2 separate regions of the Danio rerio genome follow, and region 2 is linked to region 1. Evidence: chromatin contacts called from public Micro-C data. All regions are on one chromosome and are shown on one strand. Each heading gives the region's core, a stretch centred on a gene start, on an enhancer-like site or on the middle of the called end of the contact. The rest is flanking DNA. Distances are from core to core; before and after follow the strand shown. Region 1 holds the start of bmpr2b (bone morphogenetic protein receptor, type II b (serine/threonine kinase)). Region 2 holds the start of carf (calcium responsive transcription factor).

The links. Hi-C and Micro-C count contacts between places; a contact is called where the count stands out from the background.
Region 2: a contact with region 1 is called in a Micro-C map of caudal fin, with 5 times the contacts expected there. The contact joins the promoter of carf here to the promoter of bmpr2b in region 1. A contact is called at or near these places in 4 of 18 Hi-C or Micro-C datasets (caudal fin, embryo, hematopoietic stem cells and 1 more) and 2 of 4 datasets of contacts at active chromatin or transcription factors (caudal fin and embryo).

The regions. Positions count from the first base shown.
Region 1 is chr9:13,103,082-13,108,845 of GRCz12tu, forward strand. It overlaps bmpr2b (bone morphogenetic protein receptor, type II b (serine/threonine kinase)), which reads left to right and starts at 2,326. Exons shown (of 13, transcript NM_001039807.1): 1 at 2,326-3,199. The coding sequence starts at 3,121.
Region 2 is chr9:13,372,677-13,378,440 of GRCz12tu, forward strand. carf (calcium responsive transcription factor) reads left to right here and starts at 3,131. Exons shown (of 14, transcript XR_012385213.1): 1 at 3,131-3,282; 2 at 3,761-3,871; 3 at 4,382-4,555.

The DNA of each region.
Region 1 (5,764 bases), core at 1,076-3,575:
GTTTCCAAGATGTGTATGTTTGTCAGTAAAATAGTCCCTGAAGGGTAAACTATATATTTTTAGCAGTTCCAGTTATTTAAATAACATAATACTTCTTTAAATTGGTAAAATATTGGTGTTTTTTCTTTCTGTTAACTCTAGATCACTGTTTCTCAACCATGTTTTTGAAGGACCACCAACACTGCATGTTTTGGATGTCTTCTTTGTCTGTCACACCCATTACAGGTCTTTCAGTCTATGCTAATGAGCTGATGATCTGAATCAGGTGTGTTTGGATGAGAAGGCATGGGAATATGCAGAGCTGGCGGTCCTCCGGGAACGTGGTTGAGAAACACTGCCCTAGATGATTGTATGTAAAGTTAGGGTGCATGGATATATACATTTTAGCCAATACCAATAACTCTTTATGTTTGGAATATGTATACTCTATATATGTATATACTGTAGACCAGTGATCACCAAACTTGTTCTTGGAGGGCCGGTGTCCTGCAGATTTTAGCTCCAACCCTAATCAAACACACCTGAACAAGCTAATCAAGGTCTTACTAGGTATACTTGAAACACCCAGGCAGGTGTGTTGAGGCAAGTTAGAGCTAAACCCTGCAGGGCACCAGACCTCCAGGAACATATTGGTAACCCCTGCTTTAGACTGATGAATACAGTAAATGCATGGTATTTTAACTCTGATTACTAAAACAAAGGCAAAACTGCAAGGAAACATTTAGATCTTTGTTTTTCATAAATCATTTTCAAATTGCAATTGTAAAGTCATTTCTGTGTCCCACAATGGAAAGCCCAAAACTAACTGCTGACATCTAACTCTGCTAAAGCATATATTAAAATGTGGAAGGCACCGCCAATCAAACCCCTCGTAGCCAGCACATTCTTAACAAGCGTTTAAACAAGCTAAAATAATCCATAATAATTTATCAGCTTTAGTATAGCAATCCAATTTTCTGATTAGGTGGAAAACAATGACATTTTTAAAAAATTATTTACAATATTGAGATATTGTGCATTACAAGTGAAGTAATTGAGCAGTTTCTGAAATACTCAGTCCAGCCCATCTTACATAAACTCTTCACTATACTTGAAACACATTTCATCCCCATTTTGGTGCTTGTTTTGAAATTCAGCATAACTTTATGTATATTCAGCATGTCTGCAAGACGTAATTTAAAAATTGTCTAGTCTGAAAAAAGGTCTGAAGTAGGTCTGCTAAAAGAACATTCTACATTTTTAAACATCTTAAAGACATCTGAAAATTGACTTGTGTAGATGAACAAACACTAACAAATATGTCTCATTCACTTTCCTTTAGCTTAGTCTCTGGTGATTTATCAAGGGTTGCCACAGCAAAATGAACCGCCAATTGCTCTGGCATATGTTTTATGTGCCGGATGCCCTTCCAGCTGCAACCCAGTGCTAAGAGTACATATGTATCTTCCAGATGTAAACACAAACACCAAACAGACATCTCTGCAATATGTGCTATCAGGGGTCTTGACTACTGTACATGTTTAAATCCATTAGATGGGTGCACACACACACATTTTTTTGGTGGTTTATGAGGACTCTCCAATGTATTTTATACTTTTAAAACTGCCATTTTATTACCCTAAACTCAACCTTCACGGCAAACCTGATTTTTAATTTTTTTTTGTTTTGAATTACGAGGACACATGACATGTCCTCATAAAACATTCTCAATATTGTAACAGGCTACTTGCTGTGTAGGTCATACACATGTAATTATAAAAAAAAATTGTAAACCAGCACACACAGACACAAATTTTCACTTGATTTTCACTTGTGATGCACAATATTGTGAAAGCAGCAATACTGTCAATAATTATTCATTGTTTTTGTCCTAATGCGAAAATTAGCTTGCGATATTAAGGTTAAATATGAATAAATATGTATTTTTTCAGCCTGTTTGAACACTTCAAATGTGTGCTGCTGGTCGTAAGAGTTTTGACCGTTACATTGTTATGTACAGGAACATATTATTAGACCTATATAAAAAGTACAAGTAGGAGACAGGCTATTTAGATTACAATAATACCATGGGATTTGTCTAAACAGTTTAGGTTTGTGTGAAACCAATTACCCAGCTATAGTAATCATAAGTGTAGCATGTTTTGGCTAAAATATTGTGATTATGGTGGATTTGTAAGGTTGGGGTGGAAAAAGAAAGCATGACAGACAACTTAAAATCGAATTGGATTGGAAGAGAGAGAGGGAGAGAGAGAGAGAGAGAGAGAGAGAGAGGGAGGTGGGGGTGGAGGAGGAGGACTGACTGCCCTTCATCTGTCTGCTCTAGGCGGAGCTGAAGTTACCGAGAGCGGCCGCGGGAGCTCGACACGATCCGCGGGGCGATAATCAACCACAACGGGGAGAAAAGCGCTTATTTAACCGAACAGACCCTGACCGACCGGCAATCAGTTTAACGACCATCACACAGTCTACCGACAGTCGCCGCGTTGTTCATTACAGGCCTCCGTCGCTTTGGATCGGACTCAATGTCGCTCCTGTTCGGCCGCTTGAGCTCGACGCCTTCTGCCGCAGGTTTACTTCATTTCAGAGACATCATTTAAGGGATAATGCAGGAATAAAACCGGGCACAGTCGGGAAATGTCGGACATGTCGTCAGCTCGTGAAGCTAAACATCGACTGAAGCGGACTGACACCAAGAAACCTGACCCATATTGAGATCCTGAGCTCGAGCATCTGGACCAGAACCAAATATTACATCGAAACTAAATCTTGTTTATAAACACAGACGACAACCGAGAGACGCCACACAGCAGGTTTTGAGACCTTTAGTTTTATTTTAAGATATGCGAGGAAGTGTATTATACATATTAAATGAAGTATAATCGCTCAAACTCCCAACCAGCATGGAGAAAATGCGTTTATAAGCTGTTTATCGAAACCAAAGGCATCTAAAATCATGCGCTGCCTCCAAATCTTCATCTGCACTAACGTTAGTCATTTCGGATTGTTTGCTCCGTGCACATGAGCTTGAACTTCGGTCGATAGAAAGAAGAAAGGGGGAACAGAAAATCTAGTTACTGGAACTTTTTTTTGGAGCTGAATCCATCCAGAAGCGGCAGCAGGATGAGAGTGCGGATCCTAAACCGGACATCAGTACTGTCACTCGGGCTCTGCTCACTGCTTCTGCTCAGTGCTGTGGCCGGTAAATATACCCCAGATCTACATTTGAACTATTTAAGTGCTGTGTGTATCCACATTACAGAGTGCATGTTACATTATTTTGGGCTTAAGTGTGAGTTGTTCGTTGGTATCCCTCAGCGCTGCGGCATGCACACTGTAATGCAAAGTGAACTGAAACGTTTTGCAGCACAAATATGAATGGGATTTGCTTCGTATTGCTTTTCTGTGTTAGTCCTGCAATGTCTTAAAGGGTGTCCTCTTTATGTTAGTCCTGTTAAACCAAAGTGTATTTACTTTGGAGTTGTTTACTACACAAGTAGATGCTTTTATTAGTGGTACTTGGAAAGATTGAGGTAAAGTTGGTTTTACATTGGTACATTAGTTCAGTGACAGCTTGTCACTTGCTCCCTATATTGTTTACCATAGTTTTTGAATATTTAGCCTGAAATCACATGTAAGTCAAAGCATTAGCACTATTTATTTGACTGTGTTGTACGTAGACATTCATTGTCTGCTCATATGATTTCACAATTTGCAAAGAATACTTTTCTGAAATTATATTATGAAGCAGAAAGTCTGAATGTTTGAATATAAAAACAACTTGACCTCAGTCTTGGGAAGAAAGATACAACTAGGCTGTCACTGCACAGTATTTCTGCATACTTGGTCAAGTTCTGTTATTACATTTCAGGTTTTGTGATGGCTTGGTTCAAACAACAACAACAACAACAAAATAACATTTGCTGCTAATTTACTCAACCTCATGCCATCTGAGATATAAAGGACGTTTCTTCAGTAGAACATTAAAGAGGATTTTTAACTGACTGGCCTTGAGTGCATTTTTACGACAGTCTGTAGCATGAGCTTCCTGTCAAACATCATTAGCTCACACACTCCTCGCTGTTGTGAACGTGCTCAAGATGGTTTTTGAGGCTGTGGATTAAAGACAATAATATTGTAATTAGCATTCTGTTTCTTGGACAGACCAATCAGTTGTATTGTCAGGAGCCACTGTTATTCGTTTTGATAACAATTTCTGAAGTGCTGGTAGCTGTTGACTTGCATTATTTAACCAAAAGGATCACAGTTTAATCTAAAAAGCCCAAAAAGTTGAAAGTTGAAGCCTTGGATGGCTTGAGGGTGAGTACATTTACAGAAATTTCCATTTTAGGGTGAACTATCCCTTTAATTAGTGTGTGCAGTCTTTACTTTAGTACTGTGGGAGTCTGCATTTCCCCAAAACTGTTGAAGTAGATCTTATCATTGGTTCTTTAGTTCAGTGATGGTGTCAGATGTTATTACCTTATTATACCACTGTTATGGCACATGATGTCCTAATAATTTTGATATTTACTTGATATTTTTTGTGTTTTGGTGGTTTGTATTTGAATGCAACAAATGAATTGACGAAATGTATTCTGGTTTATTAATCCAGACATGATTAATTCCAGTCATTTCCATCATCTGTGGTTTGATATGTGGATGCAAGTTAAATTATTTTAGTTTTAGTTAATTTAAACTAACAATATTTGACTTTGCATTGGTCATTATGTACAGAAGCAGGTGCTTCTTGGCATATTTGTAAAGAAACATTTAGTTTTTTTTTGGTTTCAGTTGGTTGGTTTCAGAATGCAAAATTACAAAATAGACTTTGCTTTTACATTTTTTTTATTTAAATGTTGGCAGCTATAAGGAGTGCACAAGGTTCAAAACAAGGCTGAGCATAAATCACACACAGACTGGGGAACATTCAGAGAGGGTGTTTTGATGTCTGTTTTTTCTCTCTTGCTTTTATATATATCAGATTGACCATGCTGTGTGTCAGCCACAGCCATTAGAGCCTGTTTACCCTGTTGTTATGGATATGCAGTTAGTCATCACATCACAAGCATGTGATCTTGTACCATCGATTGTTTTAAGTCCCCTGAAAAGTCCCTACCTCTGGAATGTGATGGATGGACATATTTCCCCAAGATGTTTGCAAGAATTAATTTCAATTCAAGTGTTTGTATTAATTAAGCAGCAATTACACACATGCGTTTTGTGGGGTAACCTGTAAAAAAAAACATTCATTTTGTGCCAACATAAATCAATTAAGTTAACTTAACAAATTAAAGTGGATTGTAGATAAACCAATTAAGTTGCCCCCCTAAAAGATCTCATAAGTTGTGTTATTTTAGCTTGTTTTAAATTAGCAGTTTGAAAATAATTTTTGAGTGTAGTAGTTTGTGTTTCATGTGACCCAACGGCACCGCTGATAGTTGGGAACGTATTTTGGTTAAAGCCTTGACCTCGATGAGATAACAGTCTCTGCCTTGTACAATAGACTAGGCTGCAGATGGAAGGAGAAGCATATCACGCATATCATTGTCAGTTGTGCACCATTTCTTTAAAGCTGTTTATAATGTTTTACTCCTTAAGAAATTAAAACATTTGACAAACATATTTAAAATGTTGCATTAGAAGAAAACTCATGTTGCTTAGAAAAAAACTAGATGTCCTAGGGAGGGTTGCCATGTTGGGATCACACAACCAATGGTGTCATACAATTTTAAAGTTTGCTTGTTTAATAATAACAACATTACAT
Region 2 (5,764 bases), core at 1,881-4,380, 270 kb after region 1:
CATACCTAATGAAAAAATGTCATTATTTGACATAAAAATAACATTAGTTTAAGATTTTGGCTCGACATTAGATTTTGGTCACTTTCTAACACAACCTAAAATCAACCAAATATCAACGTCGTTTCCCATCGTTAATGGACATCAAAATAATGTTGTCCTTAGACACTGACTAGACATTGAATTTTGGTCACCTGACATCACAACCTAAATCTAACCTAATATTAACATCTCATGATGTTGTGTGCATGCTGGGCAATAACCAAATGCACTACAGAATGTTACGTTTACACACATCCACAAATCGTAAATGCATCAGCTTTTCCCAGCGTAATACTCATTACTCTTGAGTACTTTTGAAAGGGCTACTTTTTACTCATACTTTGAGTAATATTTACAGCAGATACTTTTACTTTACTTGCACCACATTTTTGGCAAGTAACAGTACTTTTACTTAAGTAAGATTTTTCAGTACTCTTTCCACCACTGGTAACCTCAAAATAGAGATATAAACTCGGAATTGTAAATTGTGAACTCATAATTTGGAGATACAAACTCAGTGTTTTAAGGAATAAACTTGGAATTACAAGATATAAATTCAGTATTGTGAGACAGAAACAGAAATGTGGCATATAAACTGTGAAGTATAAACTTTGAAATTGAGTTGTGAGTAATAAATTCAGAATTGTCGACTTGAAATTGTGAGGTTTTATTTTTATTTTTTAATTCCATGGTGGAAACAGACTTCCATATTTACTTTCATATAGGCTATGAGAAAAAAAAAAATACCTAAACAAAAAATATGAAAAGATGAATTTTTTTTTTATTGGATTGTCTGGGTTTGCTGTGTTTGGTTTTTCCTGTCCCCAAACTAGTAATCAAATATCAAACAAAAACAAAATAAATGTCGCATGAACAAACAAAACTAACAAACATTCATACATTTTTTAAAACAAATGTTGCTATTTTCTTGTAAAACTAAATCAAAACAAACTTCATCTTTTAGTTTTACAAGAAAATTGCAGCATTTGTTTTGAAATATGTATGCAGCATTTATTCTGTTTTTGTTTGTTTGGTTTTTGGGTTTGATTTGATTTCAGGTTTAAATCAAGTAGCCCCTACTCACAATCGCAATAGCAAGCCCCCTCTTTTTTTCCCGCTGTTTCTTAAATATTGTAAAAAAATATATCTATATGAATAGCACATGGAAAGTAAACTCAGTCCTGCATCTCACAGAGTTGCCAGAACTCTTCAGACACACAGGAAATTGTTCTCCCCGTGAGCTCGAACAGGCTCTACAGACATGTCCCATGATCGAACCCTCAGCGTGTGAGTGTGAACGGAGCCGGGCGACCCTCTGAGGCCCTCGGGCCGCTCTCCATCTAATCTCACTCTCAGCCTGGGATCACAGGCCCAGATTCCTCACCTTTTCTGTCTGTTGTGAGCGTGTAGGACTCATTGTTTTAGGCTCAGCTCCAACCCCTGTCCTGTTAGTTTAGAGCTGACAGAGGATCAGCTGCTTCAACACAAGCATACACAGACTCCTCCAGGTCTAAATTAGCTCCATTGGAGCCTTTCCTGTTTGCTTTTGGTTTCTAGAGGAATGCTGACAGACGATGGGCCTGTCATTAACATTCGAGAGCTGCTATTTAAGTAATAAAATGGAGGATTTGAGGTGATTTTTTGAGAGATGCAAGAACGGGTGGATTTTTTTTGTTTAGCGATAGCGCCCCTTGCCGGTTAGATGATGTCCATACTTTTCCTTCATGAAAAACATATTTATGGCCTATTATGAATTTATTGAATACGCTAAAATGATTTTGAAAGTACTTGAATTATTCTGTTGAGGTAATTCTATAGTTGCTGAGGTAATACAACAACTAATGTAAACAAACGTTCTACAATAGGCTAATGTAGTAAAAACTAAAATTTATTACAGTTTATAGTTCACTACAAGCCTAGTTAATATGGCTTAGCTAATATGTTTTTATTGATCTCAAAAACAGTTAACAATGAAGGATTGCATGAACTTTGAAACTTGGATCATTAGAAAAAATACACAATATGTATATTACATTTCAGAGGAAATAAACTGTAAAAAATATAAATAAAATAAAATAAATAATAAAAAACTAAGACAAATACAAGAGGGAAAATTAAACAAGGTTATACTCTGAAAGCTATTTTTGACTTTTAAAGTTTTTCATGCCTATTAAAGATAAAATGGCGTGTAGTCAAAAAAAATAATAATAAAAAAATAAAAATTGCCAGTATGAGATTTTTTTTTAATTGACACCTGTGAAAAAACCTTACATTAACAATGTACTAAATGCAAGGTTTAGAATTGAATATAAAAAAATAGTCAAATGTATTTAAACAAATTTCAACATATATCTTTTCTGAGAGATAGGTGCAGTGCAAGTACATTCACAAAAAAGATGAACCATTGTTTCCAAGTCACAAAAAGTACATTTCAATATCGAGCATATTTACTAAGTTTACTATTACAAGGATAGCATCTCTATAGCTAATAAGTAATAATCTAGCTGAAACGTATTTATTATTACTTATTTCCATGTATTTTTCATTATCATCCCACACGGATAGAAAACATATACTGCCTCAAACATCATAACAAAGTCCAAGGGATCACAGACAGATCTTTAAAAGGTCAATAATTTACATAGTCATACGAAAAATATGTAATCACGTACAAATAATACCATTCGACAGAAAGAGAAAAATATTAATATAATTATAGCTAATATTATTAATAATAATAAAATAATAATATTAAAATTACTAAATTAAACAAACAAAATTAAACGAGTGAATGAAATTACAATGACACTTAAACAAATTACCATAAGGAAAGCAACTAAATTCGAGAATCTACTTTAAATACATCTGCACAATATTTCAGGAATCTTAGATTTTTTTATTCTTAATAAGATGAAGTGATTTTAGGAGGGAGTTAAATTATATTCTAAAATGAGCAAATGATGGGTAATTATTTGCGAATTTTTGTTTGTGAATGAAAAGTTTCATTACGTTACGTTCTGTGCAAAGCGAAAGAGAGCGCTTGTCCTACGGAAGCCGAGAAGACTTAAACCCCATGCGGATGATGACGCACAGCTTACGCGTTTTACGACGAGAGGAATCCTGGACGAAGACGAGGTTGAGTAGACTCGTTTTCAATTTTTCCTCCTTCCTGTATATAAAGCCCGGGCTCCACGGCATCCTGTGCACTGGGAAGAACTTCCACAGCGAGCTGACTCGGAAAAAGTTATTTAAAATCAGTCTGTCGCTCGAGATCAGCCTGTTTTCTTTCTTTTACTTGCTGTGTGTCGTTATGAAACTGCTCCGCTAGCGAGCATAGATCCAACATGGCGTTTATATTTAACGATATTAGTTTGTCACAATTTTGAAGCGCTGTCTGAAAATCTAAACTATAATACTTCACTTGGACCATAGACTATAACATTGTGTCTAAAATGAGTTAAGAGTTACACTGAACTGGATATTGTTGAGTAGTTGGTAGTCACCGGTTATTGTTTGTTTATTCAAAACATTTGACCTGAATTCTGAAATCTACACTCGACTTAACGTTAACGTTACATGTGCTATTGTGGATATGTTTCTATATCAACTATAAGCAGTTTCACCCCCACCACATTTGCTTCGACCACTAAAATCAATTTATATAAATCAGTTAAATTAATGAACAATTATTGCTTATTTGTGATGTGTGTTGTTGATTTAGACAGCCGTGTGTCTGATTAGAGAATAAATGGAGGAGGAAGAGAGAGATGTGGAGGATGTTCTTAAGTCTGAAGGAGAAGATGCACAGCCTGCAGAAACACAAGCAGAAATGGTAAAGAAAGAGGTAGCAAAAATGGTGTACAAAACTATTTTTTTTTTTAGTAACTCACTCTTCAGTACAGAACATTGTTAAACAAACACGAGCAAGAAAGCCTCACAAACGCCCAAATGCTTTAAGAAATAAATTCCATTTTTGCACAAAGTTTACTTTTACAACAGTTATTATAACTACGATTATGAATAATTGTAATTATAATAATTTCTGTTTCAATATGTTGAACACAAGCATGTATAAAGCACAAATGATCATTTTAAAATTTACGAGAGGCATATCTGGAACCTATTTTGGCTCATTTGAAGTAAAATGATTCGCAGTGAACTGTAATGGAATGTAAATTAAGGACAGAATAATGCTGTTTAAAAATATAACTTAACATTCATCATTAAATCAGTAAGAGTAAAACTCATTTATACAAAGACAAAAAAATGAATTGGGTTTTGTTAATTATATTTATTATTTTATATTATTATAAGATATATTTTTTGTTATTTTGTATCTTAGGAACCTGACACAATCCTAAACGCTGAAGAAACTGCACATGCACCAGAGCTTTCCTTAGTCATTCCAGCCCCTGATGTATCTGGGACGGCCAATCAGAAGCCCTCTATTCTACCACGATTGGATAACTTTGTTATAGTTGACCAAAACGGACATCCCATTCCGTATGAACGATTGGTAAGGACATAAATGCGCTATACTACTCTCACTGGATAATATATGTACAGTTTTATGCAAAAATTTGGGCACCCCTCTGTGGCTGCTTAGTTTTGTGCTCTTTTTTTGTATAGCAGAAGAGCACAGTGAAAGGCCATTCAGTTTTGAGAAAAAGCTAGATAATTTCATGTTTTTCAGATAGAAATATGTAGTTTAGCATTATTGAGATGTTTGAAATTAAGTTGAAACTGAAAAATAGGCTATGCAGAAGTTTGGGCACCCTCACTTTTGTGTGGATTTCAAAACCTGTAGTAATCTAGTGCTGATTGATTACAACACAAACTTGATTTGTGACTTAGTGAACCTTAACAATCCTGACACAAGTGCGACCAATCATGAAAAAGGATATTGAAATAGCTGATTGCTAGTTGTGCTTTTCCTTATTGTGAAACAAAAAATAGCAACATAGAAACCTCAAAAGAACTTCCAAATGACCTAAAAACTAGGATAGGTCATCAACATGAATTAGGAGAATAATGCAAAAAGCTATCACAAAGGTTTAAAATCTCCACAGTCAGAAATAAAGTAAGAAAATAGAAGGCCACAGGAGCAGTTCTTGTGAGAAAAGATGTGCTAGAGGCGAGGAATGGTTTGAATGGTCACAGACAGTCCACAGACAAAAAGCTTCAGGAACATCTTGCTGCTAATAATGTCATTGTAGATTGTGTCTCGATCCAGCAAATTCTTCTCAAAGTACAGCTTAATGGAAGGTGATGCAGAAGACGATTTTTCTGCATTTTGCTAGCAAGAAGAGTCGTTTGAGGTATGCAAAGGCTCATCTAGAATAAATTCATTATGGACAGATACCACAACCATAGGCGCTTTGCATGGCGGAAAAAGAAAACAGCATTCCAGGAAAAGAACTTGCTCCCTACTGTAAAACATGGTGGAGGTTCCATCATGCTGTGCGGATGTGTGGTAAGCACAGGTCCTCGAAAACTTGTCAGAGTTTAAGGTTGCAGGAATTCCACCCATTATAAGCAGATTCTGAAGCACGATGTTTAGGAATTATTCAAGAGACTGAAGTTACTCCAGGGTTGGATGTTTCAGCAGGACAATGACCCAAAGCACAGTTCCAGATCTACCAAGGATTTCATCCTCAGACACAATACAATGTTCTAGAATGGCCATCCCAGTCCCCAGACTTGAACTTAATTGAAAATCCATGGA